Linked DNA regions of Sus scrofa: regions 2 and 3 are each linked to region 1. The links are chromatin contacts, called in public Hi-C and promoter capture Hi-C maps. All regions are on one chromosome and are shown on one strand. The core of a region is the stretch at or near the end of the contact, and the rest is flanking DNA. Distances in the headings are between cores, read along the strand shown.

Region 1 (3,093 bases), core at 392-2,891:
CCACATGGAGGTTCCAGATATATTGGGCAGAAAAGAAAGTCACCTTCCACAGAACTTACCAATCGTGTTGTCACAAAACAACAAAGGAAATTTTCCTACGAGAGCAAAACAAACGGCCTCACAAAAATATTCTTGCCGTAAAGAATTCAGCACCTCGGTTCTATTTTATTTTACCCTTTTTCCTTTACTGCCAATCTGTAGTCCACGTAAAAAAGTGTCCTTCACCGTGCTCCAGCTCACTCTTTTTTTCTTCCTTTTTTTTTTTTTTTTTTTTTTTTTCTCTTTTTAGGGCTGTGCCCGCGGCATATGGAGACTCCCAGGTTAGGGGTCAAATAGGAGCTGTAGGCCCTGGCCTACACCACAGCAACACCAGATCCAAGCCCTGTCTGCAACCTACACCACAGCTCACTGAGCAAGTTCCAACCTGTGAACTCATGGATACTAGTCACATTCCTTTCCTCCAAGCCACGATGGGAACTCCCAGCTCGCTTCTTAACCACTCTCTGACTCTGTGTAAACTGCATCTTGCACCTGGCATTCCTTTCTACTTTAGTCCCTTGTGGGATTCTTCCTCTTCAGAGGTTGCAGGCTGATAAGCCCTGAGAGAACCAGAATCAGTTGCCCAGCTGCTCAAGGCCGGCTGTGACTATTTGGAAGCTTTACAAAGGAAGAAGTATTGCAAGGCTGACACAACTTTGATCTAATCATCTACCACAGACCACAAGCCCTAGGATCTCTTCCTGTGGCCAAGGCAGGGGGACACAGTCCTTGAAGCACTAGCCTTCTGTGTTCCCCTCTGCCTGGCAATTAAAGCAACCCTTTCTGTTTTCTCCAGCTGTCTCTCCACATTTCTGTTTCTGTTTGGCATCAGTGTACAGAGGCACCTGAGACTTTGGCCGCAATCAGAGCTGCCGCCCCTGCAAATTTCTAAACTTTGCAAGACAGCAACAATGTTTCAAATGACACTCTAAGAGAGCCCACAATGGGCGACAGTGCATTTTCCCCCAGATGTATTTATTGCATAAGGCCACAAGTCACACGGTGCTGGGAGTTTTCTCCTGATCTAGTTTGCTTATTTATTTATTTATTTATTTATTTATTTATTTATTTATGTCTTTTTAGGCCACCTTTGGCCCATGGAGGTTCCCAGGCTAGGGGTTGAATCAGAGCTGTAGCTGCTGGCCCACGCCACAGCCACAGCTACAGGGGATGTGAGTCACGTCTGCGACCTGCACCACAGCTCAGAGCAACGCCTGATCCTTAATCCACTGGGCGAGACCAGAGATCGAACCCAAGTCCTCATGGATACTAGTCGGATTCGTTAACCCCTGTGCCATGACAGGGACTCCTCCTGATCTAGTTTAAATTTACAGACTGGGGAGCCCAGACAGCTGGCACTGACTGCCAGGTGTCCTGGTGAGGATAAAACAAATAATCTTTCTCCTGCTGTGGCTGGAAGCCTGCGGTCTCTTCCTGTACCTTGGAGGAATGGCACAGATACAAGTTAAAGGTTGCCACTCACTTTTTAGACAGGAAGTAAGGAGGCGTGAGCTATGAGTGTGGAGTAAGAGTTCAAGGAGAAGTGGGCTGAGTCAGAGGCAAGGGCACATAAAGCTCCATCCATTCCTGCCCTTGGGCCATCAGGAGACCAGAACCCAGGCTCTCTCTTCTGACTTGCAACAATCTTACAGGTTAGAGCTTTTTTCATTTGCTTTCAGCTACTCCTGGGAGGGGGCACATGGGATTTTTGCAAAAATGGAGTGGAAGGAACAAAATGAGTTTCCACTGAATCACCTGACCTCTCTTTTGGGCCCTTTCCAGGGCCACCCTCTCCAGGTTCGCCCGCTCATCCAGTCTGCTCCCCAGTGTTTTCTGGTTCCTGGCAAGTATTTCTCGGTGCCCAGGTTTAGCAATGGCTGGATGGAGCTGCCTTGTGACAGGAGGAGGAGGGTTTCTGGGTCAGAGGATCGTCCACTTGTTGCTGGAGGAGAAGGATCTGCAGGAGATCCGGGTACTAGACAAAGTCTTCAAACCAGAAGTTCGGGAGGAATTTTCTAGTAAGTGAACTCTAGTTATGGGTGTGTAGCTCCATTTTAAACCCTGCATTGGTGTGGGGAGGGGGTTCTTGTCTAGCAGTTTCAGGAAAACTGTAATCCAATCAAGGCTAATCCTATGTCTTTGCAAAGGCAATCACAGATGGGGTAATAGAAAGACACCGAGCTGGGTGTCTGGAGATGAGTCCGGTCCTGACCAAGAACTAGAGAGGGAGCCGCAGCCCCGGCCACTTCTGCTTCTAGGCGTCTTTTCTTTTCATCTGGAAAATCACATATCAGTTTTCTCTTTTGTCAACAAGTCTTTAACATTCTGAAGATTTTTTTGACTTGTCACTTGCTTTGCACCGTCTGCAAAGGGCAAGCAAGTGCCATTAACCCCTGGGTCCCTACCCCTCTTGATTGTCCCTGCAGACTAATGGGTCTCTTTGTGGCTTCACTTAACATTGCCGGTGAACCAGAAGGGAGTGAAGTGAGTGACTGAGAGAGAGAGAGTGAGAGAGAGAGAGCGAGAGAGAGAGTGAGAGAGAGAGAGCGAGCGAGAGAGTGAGAGAGAGAGAGAGAGAGGGAGAGACAGATAGAGAGACAGAGGGAGGTAGGGAGGGAGGAAGAGAGGGAGTAGGAGAGAGAGGGGAGTGGAAGGGGGGCCTGGGCGTGCAGCGAGGGAGCCCGAAACAGAATGAGAGGCAGCAGACAACAGACACACCTCCTGTGGACAGGTGCCGTGCTGGATGCAGAGGCTTCTGGAAGGAAAATAATAGAGAATGCTCATGGAGTTCTTTCTGTGCCAGGCAGTGGGCTAGGTGTTTTTTCGTTTGTCCCCTCATTTGCCCCTCATCACAGCCCTCTGGGATGGGTAAGAGTATCCTCCTGTTTTAAAGATGAGAATACAGGCACAGGGGAGTACAGCCCATGCAGGCTGCTGCAACGAAAAGAAAAGCAGGCTGGGTAGCTTATGACAAGAAATTCATTTCTCACAGTTCTAGAGTCTAGAAGTCCAAAATCAAAGCAGGATCACCTTTCTTGCATTGCCTCAGATGGT
Region 2 (3,093 bases), core at 255-2,754, 96 kb after region 1:
TTTAAACAGGAATGTTTCTGACTTTTTTTAGGGTAGAGATTCTTAAGCATCCTCCTTTCTACCTGGAAACAGACTCATCTATTGATTATTTTTTGATGTGTTTAAAAGTATCTTCAGTGTGCCCAGTATGAAAGTAGGCAGGGCATAAATAATAAAGAAAGAAAATAATGTCCAGGCGGCAGGTGTAGGAGGGCCTCTGGTGGTGAGTTGAACAGTACCTGAGAAGTTTGATTTGGGATAAAGGCAGGGGCTACTTACATTTTATAGACAGCAGGCTTTAGATTGTACACTGAATGGAAGTAGAGGGTGAGTCCTGGAAGAAGTGGAATGAAAGTGGTAACCAAAATGGGTGCTTCCCCAGTTGCTTTGTTAGCCCGTGGGCACAGGTCCACTGTCTTTGTCCAGGACCCCCAGGGCTGCTGGGCACCTCGTGAGAGGAAGAGAAACAGAAGTGCTGGAGTGTGGGACCAAGAAATCATGCAAACCAATAAACAGAACAGCCAAATTATCCTCTTTCCCATTGGGAGCATTTGCTCTAACATCGGATGTGTGCCTAGGGATTATCTGTCCAAAGTTTCATTAGAGTATCAACATTGCCTAATTCTATAGGATAAGGACCAAGCACTTGAGGTTTGCGAATGGTGCTGGAAAACAGAACACATCCGGTAACTGGACTGCCATATGTCTATAAAACTGAATTTAATTCACCTATGAGCATCTCTGATTTTACTTCTGATCCTAGGTGCCCTTAAATAACCCAAAGTGGAATTTTTCCAGTGTTCTGGGAGATGGGGCATGGAAGAGCATGTTTGTTGTGGGATTTAAACAAAAGGAGTTAAGAGCTGGGAAGTGCCTCCTTGGTCAGCATGTATATTAGGCCAGACGGACGTCTCATTTTCCTTTTCTTCTTTGTTATAATCAGAGAGGAAGCAGAGGAAGAAGAGACTATTGAACTCGAACAAACCTCCTGGCTGGTCCAAATACATCCAGGCCTTTGATCTCTTAAGCTCATAACTCTCATTGCATCCTTCATTTGAGATTAATCACTGCTTAGTGAGGTCTCAGAAACAGTTTCCTATTGCTTTTTACTATTTAGCTTTTCCATGTTTGTGTCTTTGGTATCCTTGATGTTACATCACCGAGGAAAGGGCTATGTCTTTTTGATATTGGAGCCGCTTCAGCATTCACTACCCTGTCTTGCACATAGTAGGTGCGCTCAATAAATTCCTGTTAAGGAATTCGTGCATGAGTCCTTAGGAGGAAAGAAGTGAGGGTGAAACATTTCTCTCACGATGAGAACGAGTATTTCCCAGTTTGTTTCAGATATGAATCAGCAAGTCAGCATAAACTGTGCTCACCAGGTGTAGGGAAAAGTTTTGGCTTAGATTGAGAAATTCATCTCTGGAGAATAATTAAATGGGCGTGGGATCTGAAGGCTCAGAACTGCGAGGAGGAGGCGGAGTCACAGAGAGTTGGAGCATTTCTGTCCAATCAGAAGGAGATGGTAGAAGCAGGAGGGGGAGATAAAGGGGGAGCGGGAGATCGTGAATCCTGCCCAGTTACAGAAGCCCGCCAGCCGGAAGAGCTGCTTTGCGGTTTGGTTTAGGTGTTTCTGCCCCGGGCGAGCTGCAGTTTCTGAGGCCGACTCCAGTAATGGCTTTTGCAAATCTACGGAAAGTGCTTATCAGTGATAGCCTGGACCCTTGCTGCCGGGAGATCCTGCAAGATGGAGGGTTGCAGGTGGTGGAGAAGCAGAATCTGAGCAAAGAGGAGCTGATAGCCGAGCTGCAGGTTAGATGAACGGGAGAAAGACGAGGGCTCGGTGGCATCCTCCGCGAACCCCGGCTCACCGAGCCCGGCCCAGCGCGCCCCACCCCCGCGCCCCACTCCCATCCCTGGTGTCAGTCAGTCTCGGGGTTTACGGAAATTGGGGGTTGGGGAGGGGGTCAGGGAGAAGTTGGAGGGAGGACCAAATGGTGGCAAGCTGCAGGATGCAAACTTTCCGTTCCGTCTGCAACTGCCTGTTTCTTGTTGGCATGCCTCCGCCAGCATTGCAAAGTGCAGGCTGCTCCAACTTGTCCTGCATGCTGCCCGCCGGATGCCAACGCGGCTCCCCCTTGCGCACAGTGGCCCTGGCAGTTCAGCGCCTCCTCTGCCTCGCGCGGAGGGCGCCGGGGGAGGAGCGCCAAAGTGGCTTCCCTCGGTGGAGCTCAGGGACCAGCGATCCTTCCCCGGCCAAGCCCTGGCTTGCCCAGCCAAGTCCTACCTTCCCTGGGGCAGCGGGGGGGTGGGGGGAGGTGGAGTGTTGGCTGGCGGAGTCCCAGCCTGTCTCGTGGCTGCTAGAGAAGCTGCAGGAAAGGCTGCCAGGCTGGGGCAGCAAACGGCATACCCGCCTTTCGTCTGATGCAAGACTGCTGAGAGTTTTCACCGCCCCTCGGCCTCCTGGGAGCTCTTGGAGGAAGGGGGACGGGCTGTGGGCTCCCGAGATGCCGGCGCGAGCCGCGAGCCGCTAGCCGCAGCTGTCCAGGCTTAGTCCCAGCTCTCCATGGCCTTGGCGGAGGTCCCCACCGTGGTCAGGAATGACCAGATCAGACTAGATCCCACACGCCCTGGAAATTTTATATTTCTTAGAACATCTTCAGGAACGTATCACCGTTTGTTGTGTTTGCTGTGTAGTCTAATTCAAATCTTTGTCTGCCTTGTTTGTCAACATTCTGTGGGACTTGGTGGCCTCGTCCAGGCTTATAACATTTATTCTGTGAACTCTTCAGTTCTTGGACTTCATACTTCTGTGCTGCATCCAAAGCCCAGGGGTCTCTACCCCACCTGTCAGAAGTATTCTCCCCGCCACTCAACTTCCACAGCCCAACGTGTAGGCTCCTACCTAGCTCAACCAGTTTCGGGGAGCCTATCCATCCCCGCCACCCTTCTCTGCTCCCCTGGTCCCTTACATCAAACCGCGGGGGCAGCTGCTGTTGCTTTAGCTGTGGGGCACTCGTATGCATGCTTCTCAGACTGTGCCAGTATCTGCTGCTGTGTTTGGCTGTTGAACCCCTGCCGTGCACTCCCCATGGTGCTGTTTACAGCCTGTGG
Region 3 (3,093 bases), core at 414-2,913, 79 kb after region 1:
CCTGGGTGGTTTTCCAAAGACTTTTCTGGCCCCAAATACCAGCAGTATAGATGTTAAGAAACCCAGTTCTAGACAAATACATGCCAAACTCTTATCAGTGGGTATTTCCAAGAGTTGAATTGTGGAGCAATGAAACTCTTTCTAAGTCATTAATTCTGTTTGCATTTCTTTTGATAAGCTTGTTATAATCTGGAAAAAAGAGTTTTGAAAACTATAATAGTTGGAAGAAATCAATATATTTATCAAATTATGCAGCAAATGAGCAGACAGGGAGAGGGCAAGACCAGGGCAGCCAGGAGAGGAGAGGCATGGCTTGTTCCCAAAGGAGGCTCCCAGGCTGGGTGATGAACTCGGGTAAGAATCAGGCCTCTCAGGAGCACATCTCACAGATTTTCTCCATCCGAGGTGCTCTGCCTTCAGGAGATTAGTGTTGGGAGGGCAGGGGCCGTGTGGGAGCTGGAGCTCCTACCTGTGCAAGTGCCGCGTCCAGAGTTGGGAAATGTAACAGCTAGAGGCGTGACAGAAGGTCACAGAGCACGTGAAACAGGAGTGCTAGTGCTGTTTGTTCTCCAAGAGAGAAAATTTGCTTTTAGGTCCCCTCCTCTCGTTTTGTTACACTGAGGTCTCTTGAGCGCCATCTGGTGGCCAGATTTCTATTAGCACGTCAGAGAGGCTCTCCCCTTCCCCACAAAACGTTTTTTCATCATAGGATGCCAACTGTCTACATTTTAAGTTCCTCTCTGGACAGGGCTATGTCTTGCTGTCTACGCATCAGTACCTTGTACAACTGACAGGTTATAGGCAACAAGAAAGTGTTTGCTGAAAGAGCAAATGTTGATGCATTATAAGCTGGGAGTGGATATTGGCATCAGGACTGAACTGGTGTTGAGAGAAGTTGCTGAAAAGCAGGGATAAGTTGTCCTGGTTGGGAAGGGTGAGTGCAATGTCTGCAACTAAAAAATAAAACCACCTCCAGGCCAAAGAGCTGCTGAAATCCCAAACAGACTTCCGGAGGACACATAGGGAGCTAATAGAATCCCATTGGAGCCTAGGCAACGTGTGGCAGTGGTGGACTCCGGCGTCTCTGGTGTATAATTTAACGAGTCCCAGTCATTTCAGGTCTGCCCTGCTCCATCCCCAATAGCACAATGCCAGAGTGGGTCCTGGGGGAGCTGGAAAGCACTTTCTCCTAAAGGGGACTGTCGCTAATGTGTGGGCTCATTGGGTGAGATCTGTATTGCAATGATTTCAGACTTTTCAAAAGAAATGAAAATATCTTTTTTAAATCTTTTTTTTTTTTTTTTGATTTTTAGGGCCTCACTTGAGTCATATGGAGGTCCCCAGGCTAGGGGTCCAATTGGAGCTACAGCAGCTGGCCTACGCCACAGCTCATGGCAACACAGGATCTTTAATCCATTGAGGGAGGTCAGGGATTGAACCCGCAACCTCATGGTTCCTAGTCGGATTCGTTTCTGCTGCACCACACCAGGAGCTCGTTTTTTGTTTTTTTTTTTTTAATTTTTAAAATTTTATTTTATGGCCTCACCTGTGACATACGGAAGTCCCCAGGCCAGGGATTGAATCCAAGATGCAGCTGCAACCTATGCAGCAGCTTGCAGCAAAGCCAGATCATTTACCCACTGCACCAGGCAGGGATCTAATCCAAACCTCTGCAGTGACCCAGGCCACCACAGTCAGATTCTTAACCCACTGCACCACAGCAGGAATGCCAATAAATGGAAATCTTAACGTGAAATTCCTTAATTTTCCAGTATCAGCTCAAATTACTTTTGAAACACTCAATGGTTCAAAAACACATGTGTCTGTGGCCAACAGTTAGTAATCCATCAACTAGTCTCTCTAAGCTTCTTTCCACTCTTCTGACTCACTGTGGCTCTGACCTCTGCCCTGTCTATGCATGACTAGTTTTGAAATAAGGTCAATTGATAATCCTAGCTCAGTGTGAACCACAAGGTCAGAAGTGCTCTTTCTTTGAAGTTTTAGGACAATGAGCTTTTCTTTAGGAAAAATACTGAAGTGTTTCTCTTTAGGTAAAATATCTTCCAGAGCAGTGCCCACCTCCACCCCCCAATCCCACACCACCTGACTATGGACAGCTGTCTCCTGTGCTTCTCTCTGAGACAGATCTCTGCAGCATGCTGTGTTTTATGCACCTGAACTGGATCAGGTCTCTTCATCCCGATCTTTTCCCCAGGGTGCACTCTTTCTCAAACTTTCTATTTTATTTATTGAGAAGACTATTATGCTATCAAATTAATGACACTAATTCCAATCAAGCACCATGTGTTAATGCAAGTGAATGACTTTGCCAATTGCTCTTTAAAAGGAACAGAATTGAATGTCGACCTTTCTGTCTGTATACATACATATAATTTTATACATATATTTATATGTATATATGTAATTATGTATATAAACTTTTTGTTGGTATAATCAAAATTATGCATGTCTTCACTTTATTCACAGCTTGAAAGTTCTAGAGAACTCAGTGTGGAGAGAAGGAGTTGATGGAAAATGTCTGACTCCTTAACTCATCTTTGCTGAGAGTTGTGGGAAAGTTTCTAGAATTGTCCGTCCGAGCCCATAGGAGAATCTGATCCAAGCAACCGAGCCTTCCCTCACACAAAACATGCATAGGCCTATTATTTTCCAAAGGCTGCAGCAGCCCTAGGAGTACATGGACCTCAAGTACAAGAATCCCTGCTGTATGAGTGAAGGGCAGGGCAACCACACAGAGCCCGTAGATCTAATTTGATTTGAAGGAGGCCTGTTGACCATAAATTCTCCCTCAGTACATCACACCTTCCGGCAGAACTGAACCAAGATTCTAAGATACCCTTTTTCTGTTCCCTTAGGAACTCAGGGCCCTGTTCCATTAAGACTTGTTAAGGTCAGGAAGTTTCCACTGTGACTCAGCAGTACGAACCCAACTATTACCCATGAGGATGTGTGTTCGATCCCTGGCCTCGCTCAGTGGGTTTGGCATCCTGCATTGCTGTGAGCTGTGGTGTAGGTCACAGACATGGCTTGGATCCCGCTTTGTTGTGACTGTGGTGTAGGCCAGCAGCTGCT

What was found. Promoter capture Hi-C pulls out the DNA fragments that hold promoters and counts their contacts. A called contact is a pair of places that touch in the nucleus more often than the background predicts.
Region 2: a promoter capture Hi-C map of liver shows a contact between it and region 1, with 2.4 times the contacts expected there. A contact is called at or near these places in 2 of 5 promoter capture datasets (fetal liver and liver) and 3 of 47 Hi-C or Micro-C datasets (embryonic fibroblasts, fetal liver and liver).
Region 3: a Hi-C map of liver shows a contact between it and region 1, with 2.1 times the contacts expected there. A contact is called at or near these places in 3 of 5 promoter capture datasets (fetal skeletal muscle, liver and skeletal muscle), 27 of 47 Hi-C or Micro-C datasets (adipose tissue, alveolar macrophages, brain and 15 more) and 1 of 2 datasets of targeted methods (alveolar macrophages).

Annotation. Positions count from the first base shown.
Region 1 is chr4:101,572,370-101,575,462 of Sscrofa11.1, reverse strand. It overlaps HSD3B1 (hydroxy-delta-5-steroid dehydrogenase, 3 beta- and steroid delta-isomerase 1), which reads left to right and starts at 1,641. Exons shown (of 4, transcript NM_001004049.2): 1 at 1,641-1,691; 2 at 1,822-2,057. The coding sequence starts at 1,913.
Region 2 is chr4:101,476,555-101,479,647 of Sscrofa11.1, reverse strand. It overlaps PHGDH (phosphoglycerate dehydrogenase), which reads left to right and starts at 1,504. Exons shown (of 12, transcript NM_001123162.1): 1 at 1,504-1,791. The coding sequence starts at 1,654.
Region 3 is chr4:101,493,516-101,496,608 of Sscrofa11.1, reverse strand. No RefSeq gene overlaps it. Among named protein-coding and RNA genes, the nearest start is that of PHGDH, 17 kb to the right of the region's middle.